Linked DNA regions of Mus musculus: all the other regions are linked to region 3. The links are chromatin contacts, called in public Hi-C maps. All regions are on one chromosome and are shown on one strand. Each heading gives the region's core, a stretch centred on a gene start, on an enhancer-like site or on the middle of the called end of the contact. The rest is flanking DNA. Distances are from core to core; before and after follow the strand shown.

Region 1 (3,161 bases), core at 443-2,942, 600 kb after region 3:
CAAATAGTTTCGGGGAAACGCATTTTCTTTTACAGTTCGTGACAAGTGCCACAAGCCCAGGAGGGGCCTACTTATATTTGAGGGTACTGCCACAATACTAAGGATCATGGCTGGCTGCTTTCCCCTTCCTCTGAGCAGGCCCTGCTAGTCAAAACCAAAGGTTTACTGTTCCACAGAGCCGCACAACCCCAGCACGATAATTGGTTCTTAAATGAGCCTGGGACCCTCAGTTTATCCAGTCACAGTGAAGTCTAGATTTAGGGTCTGTGGTTAAGATAAAGAAGGAATCCCGCTGTTAGGCATGGATGACAACATGCATTTCCCTTCCCCTTGTCCTCTCAGCTACACGGAGACCCAATGGGAAGCCATTGGAGAACCAATAGGAAGCCATTCTTAGCATCTAGGTAGCATGGAGAGCATCTAGGGAGCATGGACATTTCTGCCTGCTGGCTTCAGGATTAAGCACTGCCAGGCAGCAGCACCCACTCTGATTTTAAACTAGTTGGATTTGGATTTTTTTTTTAATTTACAATCCAAAACATCTTATCGCGGACTACTATAAATCCAGAAGGGCTCTTGGATTGGATGTCACAATTTAGGTGACATCTAAGAAAGGCCACAGATCCTGAAGTTCAAATTTTGTTTCTGGGAAGCTGATCCCTCAGGAGCCCGGCCAAGCTTCTCTGCCTGGAGCAGTCTTGACTGCCAGCCCTCCCTGAGTGGAGCCTAAAGCCCCGCAGCTTGTCACACTGTTATGTTAACAGAGCAAGCCCAGGATGCTGTTTGGCCTTTGTAGGGTGCCACAGCTCCTCCCAGGGTAGAGAAGTGCAATTCCTCTGTTCTCTCTTTCCCCCTTCCTAATCCTTGGCACCCCCCTCCCCTCCCCCTGCTCTTGCCCCGCCCCCCATGGGTCTTCAAAGGGTTAAATGCAGCTGAAGTTGCTTTTAAGAACAGCTGGAAACAAAGTGCTGCCCCAGGCTGAGAGCGGCCAGGAGGGGTCAGGAGGTTAACTGAATTATTTTCCACGGGAATAATTTTCTAAGGGAAATGGTAAAGTTATTTAAGCCACCAGGTGGGACACATAAAGGACAATCTTTCCCAGCCTTCCAGAAATGAATGCTGTTTGGCCTCACAGAAAATTTGGGGGGTTGGGGTGGGGGTGGGGAGAGGACTCAGGCTTGCATAATGAACTCTAAACCTTAGTAACATTAAATGACTTTTTGTAGCTAATTTGTATGGAGTGGGTGTGGCTGCTTTTGTTGGAAGAGTTCCAAGGACCCTCCGAGCCATATTTTCAAAAAAGAAAAGAAAAAAAAAATAGTGTCACCTGCTCAGAAATAATAGTGGGATGGGGGCTGGGAGAGAAGACTGTAATATGTTCATGCTCTTTGACACATTACTCCCACTCTTGTCATTACAGCCCAGAGAAATACACCCAACGAGGGAAATAAGCTTTATGTGCAAAGATGTTGGGTACAACATTATTTATGATTTTGGAATTAGAAAACAAAAGATTCAACGAAGGGAATAGATTATTGCACATCAGTGTGAGAGGATATCACGGGCCGTTAAAACGGCAAAGTAACAGCATGGAAACTGTCAACTTAAAAAAGCAGGCATAAAACAATACTCTGGGTGGTGGTAACCAGGTAACTGCCGTCTGCTTGTAAATAGAGGAGAGCATGGTAAGGAGGAAATCCAGCCCAGCCAATGGAATCATGGGATCTCTTCAGCCTTTGCTCAGTTCTGTGTAATGTTTATTTCTCTTCTATTGTTTAAAAAAAAAAAAAAGTTGCATTAAGGAAAATAAAATGCTTGAAAATTGTGGAGAGAAGTGTATGTGAGCCTCTGTAAATGTCTAAGAAAATACTACACTGTTTTCAAGGAATGAACTGTGTGGCAGGTGAGTTACATCTCAATAAAGCTGTTACAAAAAAACATCTTAAAAAATTTAAGTTGAGCCACTTTGGAGAAAGAGAAGAAAAGATCTTTGTTTTCCATTTAAGGAGCAATGCTTGTCAGCAGTGAGAACAGGGGCCTTTGGAATGAATTCTCCACACAATTTATTAAGTTGCTTACAATTACCACCCTAGGCCTTGTTTTATAACCAGAACATGCTCAGTGGTCTTAAAGGGACAGGGGCCTCGTTGGTCAGTCCTAAGAGATCGTTGGTAGTGGGAGAAAAGTTCCAGAGTTAGACAGACTACTGCTCTGGCAACTGTCATCCCTGACTCTTAGCAGCAGCAACTACACAAAAGTCTCTCGGGTCAGGGCTCCCAGCATATCCCAGGCTGGTGTGATAGCTCTTAGGCTCTGGATGCAGGGACCCTCGGCCCCTTAGGACTTTTTGGACCCCTGGAACTTTCCATCATCATTCTTTTGTCAAAGGTCTTCAAGTGTCCCACCTTCAGCTCTGTTGGTTCTCTGCCCTCTTTTTTGCCTTCTCCATATTTTCACCATCTATCGTCCCTGGGGCCTGTTCCCTCCCCTGCCTCTATAGCAGATCGCCTGCATTCTCAATAATCCAGACTCCCACTGAGGCAACAGCCCCTACTGCTATCTTCTCCTCTTTGGGTTACCAGCTCATGCTACCCGTGATAAAATGAGTATCTAAGGAAAGACCATTACGGAGAAATCTTTGATTGGCCCTAAGGATGCCACACCAGAGGGTAGCATAAGAGGTGTCTCCTAGGTGACTCAAAACACATGCATTATATAGCCAGAGGTGGGTCCCGGTGGGTATGGCATGGAAATAGAGGTTTATAGTTTGTGCAAACCACAGTTTATCTTCCAGTTTCATCAATCAAAAGCCTTAGACAAAGACAAATCACATGATTATTTTTTTCTTGGATTACTAGACAAGTGCCCCTCCGCTGTGTGAGAGAAAGAATGAGCTACAAGGTGAACAGAGTTATCTAGAAACTCAGAGGCTTTGGAGAGCTGAGCCTGCTAGAGCTATCTGAAACTGTAGCAGGAGCAGGATCCAGGCCCCTTAAATGTCTTGTTACTGCTTTGCTGAGATATAATTTGCCATGGGTGATGAAGCCAGTGACCTCCTAATGTGAAAATCCTACAGACTAGTGGCAGTGGAGGTGGCCCTGAAACTGGAAAGACCTGGGGTTTTGAATACTGTCTCCAGGATTCCAGCACTTTCACATCAC
Region 2 (3,107 bases), core at 294-2,793, 880 kb after region 3:
CAGCAGGGTCTGGGCAGGGTGCCACTATGATCAGGGGCATACAGAAAGGTTTTAGCTGGTCCAGCCACATCCACAGCCTACTCCACAAAACCATGCAAGCCAACAGGCAGCATGGGCCAAAGAAGGTTCTGACCTGAAGTATGACAGACGGGGCTTTTAGTTAAAGCCTTGATGGAATTGCCAGGACGGCTCCTTTAAAAGCCACAGACTCTGTTCTGACACACAGCTGATCCTTAGTTTTTGTACATGACCTTTCTGTTGGCACTAATTGAGCAGGGTTTGTGGTGATCACCAAACATTGAGTCCCTGCTAGGGAGGGCTGGGAGGCAAGGGCCTGCAGCTTCCAGAAGGTGGGCATCTTGGCAGCAGTGGGCTTCGAAGCCAGCTAACTAGCACTTAGATTGTCACAGCACTTGTTCCTAAAAGGTTCCCAGAGCTGTTCTAGCTGCGTCCTGAAGCAGGGGGATCACCAGGTTTCTTCACAGGACCTGTCCTCCACACTTCTCCACTCAGGCGCAAGCGTTATAGACCCAGCAGCCTCCTGCCAGGCCAGGCCTTGCACCTAAGGGTCCTGGACAACTAGCAAGGTGGAGTCCCAGCGGCCGCCCTCTCCCTGCTGAGTGGACACATGGGTGTGTTTGGCACTAAGAATTGAGAGAACCATAAAGGTTTGAGTTTTGTTTCAAAGACACTTATGTGCAAGTTTTAAAAACCCTGGGCTTGGGCAAGATTCTCCTAAACTCCATCCTAGGACAATTTCGACACATAGGCCAGGTCACCTTTCCTCTATCTGGGCCATGTTGGAGCTAAGCCTGCCGCTGTGCCAAACTGCAAGTGAACATTTGTGTCACTGTTTCCATAAGAAAAGCGTTTTTCGGGGCTGGTGAGATGGCTCAGTGGGTAAGAGCACCCAACTGCTCTTCCAAAAGTCCCGAGTTCAAATCCCAGCAATCACATGGTGGCTCACAACCATCCATAATGAGATCTGACTCCCTCTTCTGGAGTGTTTGAAGACAGCTACAGTGTACAGTGTACTTACATATAATAAATAAATAAATCTTTTTTTAAAAAATAGAAGAAAATTTTTAAAAAAAGAAAAGTGTTTTTCCGCATTCAAGAATATATAACCCAGGGCTGGAGAGATGGCTCAGTGGTTGAGAGTAGTGACTTCTCTTCCAGAGGAACCAGTTTCAATTCTCAACACCCATACAGCAGCTCACAACTGTTTGTAATTCCAAGATCTGACACCCTCACACAAACATACATGCAGGCAAAACACCAGTGCCCATAAAAGGAGAATAAATCATGAAGGAAGTTAGGAAGTTAGGAAGTTGGGGAGGGGAGGGGAGGGGAGGGGAGGGGAGGGGAGGGGAGGGGAGGGGAGGGGAGGGGAGGGGAGGGGAGAGAAAAGAAGAGAAGAGTATATAACCCAACTGATTAACTGCACTAAAGCTGTAGGCTGTAGGCCTGATGTCTTACTTCTCTCTGGACAGAGGTGGATGTTTGAAGCAGGCTCCCCATGACCACTGTGAAAGATGAGGGCAACCTCTCATGACTCAGTTTTAATGGCTCCATGCCATTCCCTGAAGTACGCAGCTGTGGTTTGTGGCTGTTCAGGGACAGAAAACTATTTAGAACCAATAACAAAAATGCAACTTAAAAAGCTTCCATTGTCGAAGATGTAAACAAGCATGGACACACAGCTTGCAGCCAGCCAGGGAGGGAGACTGTGGCGTGTGCCTCACACCAGAATGTAATGTAACTGGTTAGCCCAATTCTAAAAATCCTTAGTAACACTTTTTAATATACAAGAATCAAAAAAGTACAGCAGTTTTACAATGTAGGAAAATTTAATACATACTATATAAACAACATTATTTACATCAGAAATCACCAGGACAGTGGCATTTTTCACAAATATAAATTAATTACTGTTTAGTCAACAGGTTTCAAAAGTCCACAAGTTTACAAGAAAAACCACCTGTCCCCAAATGAGTAGGGCACAGGTGGACTACAGCAGCCTGGACCCTTGGCATGGCTCTCTTCCCAACACGGCTGGCCTCGGCTACGAGAGCACAGGTGCTGGGCTGGACCACGGCTCCTGCTGACAAGTGGGTTTGTTTGGTCTGTAGGATTTCAGTGTTGCTGTGTGTGAACGTTTAAGTGAATCACATTTGTTCTGCAAAGCCTGATGCAATGTCAGACACACCAGGTCAGAACCTCAGCAGCACAGTGAGAAATGTTGGCGCTCCCTCTGTGGGGCTTAGGAATGACTACACAGAGTAGAAGGAAGGACCATCAGGCTGGCCAAGTCAGAGAGGACACAGTGGTCAGTGGAGGCTTCATCTTCGTTTTCTAGGGCCACAGTGCATCATAGGACTTCAGGACTTGACAACATTCACACATAACTTCCTCCAAGTCCTGCCACTTCCTCAATGATGAGCAGCTGCCCAAAGCCAGGCCCCACAGAACGTCACTGGCAGCTTCTCTTACCTGTGCAAACTTCTGCTGTAAGCATCTGATGCACATACTAGTTTAAAGCAAGAGGAATGCTTCCTTTCTTTCAACCCCTCTTCAAATCCACTCCCTCACCTACAGCAGATGTTTGATGGGACATACTGTAATCTTAGAATCAATGTAACACTGATCTGGCCGATAGGGTTTTTGCTACATTTTATGGCACTATACCTCAAGTCCTGAATAGGAACAAAAGAAAGTTCCTTTTTCCTCATGATGAGACAGACAGTTTTGAGAATAATTTGTAACTTCTACCAACAAGTTGAAAGACAAGACCTAGGTGAATATGGAAAGGCAAGGCCTCCACCCTCCGCCTTCCTTCTGCAGAGGTACCTCCTGTGCCTGCTACACTCCCAACATCCAAGAGCTCAGCAAATCAAACACAGACAGTGTCAATGTGATCAGCAAGAAGCTCCATCTATGGCTCACTTTTCACTGTGTGCCCAAAATATACCTTTCAGAATTGACTGAGAAGTCCGGTAAGCCACCAGGCATCAGACTCTAGCCAGGGGACTTCTATGTGGTTGGTGGGCTCTATTGCAGGTCATGCATGCACACAGTCAAGGTGAAGGGCCTAGTGCCACGAGGAG
Region 3 (3,174 bases), core at 29-2,528:
TTGTTTGTCAGCCTTGGCCTCAATGACTTCTGCTTTTCTGCAAAAGGGTCCTGGAGGGGGAGAGGTATTAATTTCAGTGTATGTTAATGTTTGGTATAAAGAAAATTGTGGAAACTTACATCTTAAATTAGCCCAGCCATCCAGCTTGAGACAAAGTGCCAATCCTATCCACTAGACTATTGTATCTCCCCCTCCCCCCAAGTTCTAAATAAGTCATAAGAAGCCTGTAGATCATAAAAGAAACCTCACTGCAAAACAACTCATTCTCCCTCTCTCTCCCTCCCTCTCTCTCTCTCTCTCTCTCTCTCCCTCCAAGTCAGGAGGTCTTTAATTTTAATTTCCTGTCACATGTGGAAGGTACACTGAGTAACTGGGAAAAAGAGTTTGGATGAGCAAAGCCCCAGCTGAGCTAGTGGATAGAGGTTTGTGGGGAGTTGAGAAAATAGGAGGTAGTTAGTAAGGTGGGAAAATAAATTGATAAGCACACACACACACACACACACACACACACACACTACAAGCCCCCTTGATTGTTAAGATTAATTCTGATCAAATATATGAACCCCAAACTATTAAATTTTTTGCAATTCTTGGGTCTCAGCTATAATTGGAGTTGAATGTTCTGGGGAGATGTTTAACCGTTGTGTGGCTCCTAAAGAGAATCCTTAGACAGCCCTCCGCCTACACACAGAGACATACAGGCAAACCCACTCCCCCAATTCCTGTTTTCATATATAGTATCTTCATTTCTTACCTTCCCTAAAACAGTGTCATATTTTCTTGTGTCAGGGAATAAATGCGGGACACTGGATATTTCCATGCAAAAATACAAACCACGAGGATATAGTCCCCAAACTCTCACTTTTCACTTTGCATCCACAGACAGGAATGGCCACCATGCACTCTTTAAGCTGTGACAGCACATGATCGGGGACAATTGGCCAAATAGTGAATATTAGGGGAATTCTAAAGCCCCAGTGATAGACAAGTTGCCATCCACCTACAAAGGGTAAAAGAAGACATCCTGAGCAGACAGGGTAGGGAAAGCATCCCATGTTTTCTCTTGCTTTCTGTTCCCTGGGAGAGTCCTTGTGAGCACAAAGCCACGAAAACAATAGGCCCAGCTGCAAGGGCAGTAAGGCAATTTATTAGGGAGATGACATTTTTAATGAGAACCACTTGTGGGAGGAGAACAAAGGGCCTGTTTGGTCAGAAGGATGCTCTCCAGTCTCCTCTGAAGTGCATGAAAAAGTAATTTTGTTTTTTCCGCGTCATACTGCAAGCCGTGGAATTTCCTCACACCCCAGATGTTGTCCAGCACAGATGCTGAACAAATGGAGCAACCATCCCACGAGTATTTCAAAAAGGAAAAAAGAAAAAGAAAAAAAAAAGGTAGCTCAGGGGATTTTTATGAGTTTTGTGGCCAAGAAAATCATTAGCAAATAATGAGCTTAGGAAAGAAGGCTGCGGTTAGCAAGATGTGGCCGGACACACAAAACTGTTCACTGCCATCCGAAAGCAAACGGGGAGCTCCGTCTTCAGTAGAGAAAAATAGAAACCTGTGGGTGGAGCTGCGGTATCTGCTTCCTAGTGGGTCTGCTGAAATCAAGTCTTCTGAATATTGTTTTGGCTGGATTCTAAAAATGATTAAACACAGTATGTTTACTCTTTAAAATGTGAAAATCAGAGATTATTCACTGGTACTATTACTTCACACGCCTCCAGAAAAAGAGTAGTTCCAATGTTCTAGCCTCTTTCCTCTGAGAGCGATACTCAGTGTACGCTCAGTCAGCTCTGAACCTCCTCCCTCTCCCTCCCCCTCCCCTTCCCCCTCCCTCTCTCTCTCTCCCTGTCCCTCTCCCTCTTGTTGTCTGTCTCTGTCTCTCACCCTCTCTGTCCCTATGTCTATTTCTGTCTGTCTGCTTGTCTCTGTCCCTCTCTGTCTCTTTCCTTCCCTCTGTCTGTCTCTCTGTCTTTGTTTGCCTCTCTGTCTCTCTCTCCCCCTCTCTCCCTCTCTATGTCTTTGTCTCTATGTCTCTTTCTCTCTCTCCTTCTGTCTCTCCCTCTCTCTGTGTCTGTCTCTTTCTCTCTGTCCATCTTTCTCTCTCTGCCTCTCTGTCTCTATCTCTTTCTCTTCCTCTGTCTGTCTCTCTGTCTCTCACTCCCTCTCTCTTCATCTCTCTGGTCTCAGTCTTTCTCTCTTTCCCTCTTAGTCTCTGTTTCTTCCTGTCTATCTCTCCCTCTGTCTCTCTCCCTCTCTCTGTCTCTTTCTCCCCCTCTGTCTATCTCACTGTCTCTGTTTGTCTCTGTCTCTCTCCTTCTTTCTCCCTGTCTCTCTCTCTGTATCTCTCTCTACCTGTGTCTATCTCTGTTTCTCTCCCTTTCTCTCTCTCTCTCTCTCTCTCTCTCTCTCTCTCTCTCTCTCTCTGAAAGTGAATGTAGGGAATGCAGTATAGATGGAGATGGAAGGAAGAAAGTTCAGCCCAGTTTCTTCTTGGACCAGACATCAGGGGCTGCTCTGTGTCCTAGGAAGCAACAGAGGAATTTGCATGGGCTTTCTAAGTCAGTTTCCTTTCCCTACTCAGGCAGAAGCTTGCCTATGTGTCTTAGGAAGGCCCTGTTGCACCATGTTTCAGGTCAGAATTCAAGAACTAATGGTGTTTGAAAAATCAAAGCAAAAGCAAGCCTCTGATCCGAGTTTCAGAATCTCACAGGGGCACCATCAGCTGCAAAGGCTCCTGGCATGCAGGACCACCAAAGATATAGTACACAGGATGCAGAGCAGCTACAGGAAAGATCATGGGAGAATCCAAAAGGAAGATGCTACTATCCATGAGCTAAGTGGACAGGAATCCTCTAAAGTCTTGCCAGGCTTCCAAGGAACAGGACTCACCAGCAACATTGTCAGTATCATCTCAGCTCTACCTTTATCAGCACTCACCAAACCAGTCAGTAGTGGCAGCTCAGAATAACCTGGGAGACTTCTTAATCCCCAAAGCATATTAAGGCATGAGACCCTCAAAGCTCACAAAGATTAAGTAAAATTGTCCCAGGTCACGCAGCAGATCATGGTGAGGAAGGTTCCCAGGGCCCTGTCAGCAGCCATCTTGGTCCGTCCCACTCGGTAATTGGTCCTTGCATAAATTTATGGGCCATGCTGGCATCTGTTGGGCT
Region 4 (3,266 bases), core at 484-2,983, 580 kb after region 3:
GATGCGAGGTGACAGGCTCCGTGAACTCAAGTGCCCGGAGGGCAGTCCTCTAAGAAGGGCCCTCGGTTGGCTCTGGCAGGTGGAAGTCCCAATAAAGACCCAATGGTAAGAGCAAATCCCAGGGGTCTGTCTGAACAGCACACCTGTCCTGCCAGACACATTGTTCCCAGACCACCTGGGGCGGACTTCAGGCAGTCTCTTGAAAAATCAAACCGTGCCGTGGCAGCTTGACATGAGAAGAGCTCAGCCACTCACAATGAAGAGCAGAAATGAGATCAATGAGGAGTTTCTCATACTTTAAGGAACTCAGCATGTACTGTTTGATGATGTCCTAGGCTAAAGACCATAAAACCAGGACTTTTTGGCTAGGGAATCATTTGGCATAGATTTAAAGCCATATTGATTCACCTCTGCTCATTGCCCGGGGGGGGGGGGGGTGGAGGGGGTGGGGTGAAGGGGTTGGCATGACCAGGTTGGTTTGAACTTGTGTTGTAGGTCGGGAGCTGCTTCCTCATGCTTAGCAATGACAAGCTCACAGACATTTTCTTTTGGAGTGTGTAGCCGCCATCTCTCGCCCACAGATGAAGAGAGTGATGTCAAGAGGCAGCAATGAAACCATCACTCATTTTCTCCATTTCGTCAGAGGGAGAGCCTCCTCCTGTGGCCACACAGTCATGTCAATGGCCTGTCACAAAGCACATCGTTCAGCTTACGTTTTTGTAACCAAATCAGTTGCACCCCTCCACCCCCACCCCCACCCCCACCCGTCAACTATGAAAACAAACAAATTCTCTGGTTTTGTTTTTTTTTTGTTTTTTTGTTTTTTTGTTTTTTGTTTTTTGTTTTTCCAGATCTTCTTGCCTTTGGCGATCTCAGAATGCGAGGAGTGGGCCAGCATGGGGAGACAGATGTCTGCTAAGATTTCTCTCTGTTCTCAGTTCCTTTTGTAAAGTGATAGATGCGAGCAAGCTTCTCCCTGACCTAGTTCAGTTCACTTCGGAAGTGCTAGTGCTGCCTCGGGACTGAACCAGGCTCTCTCTTTCCCCACAGCAGGAAAAAGAAAAAAAAATGGCTGTTCCCAACTACGCTTCTATCCACACACCCTGCATGGACATCTCACTCCAAAGAAAGGCACCAGAGTTTCAGGAGTTTCAAGCACTCTGATAAAGTAGCCTTCTTTGCTGACTAGGGTTAGGCTCTCTTTGCAGCTATGGGAAGGCACTGCTATAGGAAACCACCCAAAAGGGCCTCTCCGACCTGGGTAGAAAACTCTGGCCCAAATCTCTGGTGAAAACTCAGAAGATGGCGCACAGAACCTGTTGGCCTTGACTGCAAGTTTTGAGTCAAAGAACCTTGGGACTCAAAGTTTGGATGGGTGGGGGTGGGGGAATGGGTCTGAATGGAAATCCAGAATGATGAGGCCTCTGACCCCAGGGAGACCTCCTGGGCCTCATTTTGGGTATGAATGTCATATGTTTTGTGCTGATGGAATATGACTCCTGCCATATATACCCCCATAAGTCTGCCATGGAAATGAAAGTACATTCTCAAAGCACTGAGCTCAGAGAAGCACTGCCCTTGACTCAGAGAAGGAAGACACACGGAAGTGTGACTGTCAGTTACCAGAGAAAACTTTTTAACGTAGGCCTTGCCAAAAGATGAAGGCCTTAGGTGGCTGTTTCACCCTTTAGTCTTTGGGGTTTTCTACATAAATTGATTAGAAACACAGCTTCCAGACAAGACATATGCGTGTAATCCCAGCATGACACACGCTTGTAATCCCAGAACTAGGGAGTTGTAAGCAAGAGGATCAGGGCTTGGAGGCCAGCCTAGGCTAAATGAGACACTATCTGAAATAAGAATAATAAAATACTACTTCCTCCTGGAAAAAAAAAAAAGCCAGACAGCCACCAACTGGAGTATATACAAGCCTGGCGATGGGTTTCATCAACAGAAGTGCAGAGAATAGCCAGCTTGCTTTGCCAGGCACAGGCTAAAGCTCACTGCCCAGAGGCACCAGGGACAGGTTCCACATGCTTGACACAGAGCCAGGAGTTCTGGAGCCAACTCAAAGTCTCTGTCCTCAGAAGAGCTCAGAAGAAAAAAAAAAATGCACTGGAATAAAGTAGTCAATGCCCACCCAATACCCAAAGTACAAAAACTCCATGCCTTGGACTCGCTGAGTCCAGAGTTCAGGCTGAGTCTTAATGATGTGGGAAGCATTACAGACTGTGGACAGACAGCCACCTCCCTGCCATCGGCAGAACAATCGGAAGACAGAGACGATGCATAGGGGCCCAGAGGATCCTGCTGGGCTCTAGGCTCAATCATTGCTCTGTGGATTTGCAATATGGGAGTACATTGTGCACAAACAAGCTTTGTATTCTGCACAGCTTCAACCTTGCTTCTTGTGTGTCTCTTTGCAATATAAACTTAAATATATACTTTAATGTGCTCAGCCTACCGAGGACTGATGGAGGAATGGCTGAAGACAGCCGGAACACTTGATGTGAAAAAAATTCTATAGCTTGAAAGGATGCCCAGAAAGGCTTCAGGGTGACCCAAATAAGGACACAGGGCAATACATCTTGAATCTTCTTTCCTCTGATTCAGGAACAGAATATGGACCACCACTGCCAGCCAGCCAGCCAGCAGGATCTTCAGCGCAGTACATTCCCAAAAGTTTCTCCAGAGGGAATATCTGTGTGGTTCAGGGATGTTTCAGAGCTGGCTAAGCCTTCCCTGTGTGTGCCAACCAATATAATTAAAAATGCATCCCAAGTAAACCTCAGACAACTGAGCCCTCCGCTGCAACGTGGGGGGGCGCGCTCACTGTCGGAGGGTGGTCACCCCGGTGGGCGCAAACATTGCCCCAGGTGCTCTGCAGCTGGCTGCAAAGGCTCGTGAAATTCTATCCTTTCAAGTTCCCAGTGTGCTGGAGAGCAACCCTGAGAGGCCGGCTGGCAGCCCTGCCCCACCTGTGGAAACTAATGATACCAGCTCAGCATATTGGCAGAGGAAGGAAACTTGCACTGCAAACAGACCTACCGAAACACTGGAAGTATGTCTGAACAGAAGCACATTGATTCAAGTCGCTCAAAGATCAAATTACTCTCCCAGCCCAGGTGATTTTGTCCTAGAAGCCAGGATACTTGTATCGACAAGAATATTGATGAAAAACCACTCGCTGCATCTCGGCGGACCATATTAAGGCTGTTAATCTCGGAAGTGTCCCATAATTTTTATCCGACATGCAGACTCTTCAT

Evidence for each region. Hi-C and Micro-C count contacts between places; a contact is called where the count stands out from the background.
Region 1: a contact with region 3 is called in a Hi-C map of uterus, with 2.3 times the contacts expected there. The contact joins two enhancer-like sites. A contact is called at or near these places in 1 of 484 Hi-C or Micro-C datasets (uterus), 2 of 115 datasets of contacts at active chromatin or transcription factors (embryonic basal ganglia and embryonic stem cells) and 1 of 9 other capture datasets (embryonic stem cells).
Region 2: a contact with region 3 is called in a Hi-C map of muscle stem cells, with 4 times the contacts expected there. The contact joins two enhancer-like sites. A contact is called at or near these places in 17 of 484 Hi-C or Micro-C datasets (the AML12 cell line, beige adipocytes, brown adipocytes and 10 more) and 3 of 115 datasets of contacts at active chromatin or transcription factors (astrocytes, embryonic fibroblasts and fibro-adipogenic progenitors).
Region 4: a contact with region 3 is called in a Hi-C map of muscle stem cells, with 2.8 times the contacts expected there. The contact joins two enhancer-like sites. A contact is called at or near these places in 2 of 484 Hi-C or Micro-C datasets (muscle stem cells and uterus) and 1 of 115 datasets of contacts at active chromatin or transcription factors (embryonic basal ganglia).

The regions. Positions count from the first base shown.
Region 1 is chr7:73,140,534-73,143,694 of GRCm38.p6, forward strand. No RefSeq gene overlaps it. Among named protein-coding and RNA genes, the nearest start is that of Gm6567, 40 kb to the left of the region's middle. Within about 2 kb of position 1,693, at least 34 of the 459 cell types and tissues checked have an H3K27ac peak or open chromatin away from gene starts, as enhancers often do. A contact at or near this core is called in uterus, where this site is marked.
Region 2 is chr7:73,424,863-73,427,969 of GRCm38.p6, forward strand. It overlaps Chd2 (chromodomain helicase DNA binding protein 2), which reads right to left. Exons shown (of 39, transcript NM_001081345.2): 39 at 1,790-3,107. Among named protein-coding and RNA genes, the nearest start is that of A730056A06Rik, 51 kb to the left of the region's middle. Within about 2 kb of position 1,544, at least 36 of the 459 cell types and tissues checked have an H3K27ac peak or open chromatin away from gene starts, as enhancers often do. A contact at or near this core is called in embryonic fibroblasts and muscle stem cells, where this site is marked.
Region 3 is chr7:72,540,498-72,543,671 of GRCm38.p6, forward strand. No RefSeq gene overlaps it. Among named protein-coding and RNA genes, the nearest start is that of Gm39035, 240 kb to the left of the region's middle. Within about 2 kb of position 1,279, at least 78 of the 459 cell types and tissues checked have an H3K27ac peak or open chromatin away from gene starts, as enhancers often do. A contact at or near this core is called in embryonic fibroblasts, muscle stem cells and uterus, where this site is marked.
Region 4 is chr7:73,123,143-73,126,408 of GRCm38.p6, forward strand. No RefSeq gene overlaps it. Among named protein-coding and RNA genes, the nearest start is that of Gm6567, 23 kb to the left of the region's middle. Within about 2 kb of position 1,734, at least 4 of the 459 cell types and tissues checked have an H3K27ac peak or open chromatin away from gene starts, as enhancers often do. A contact at or near this core is called in muscle stem cells, where this site is marked.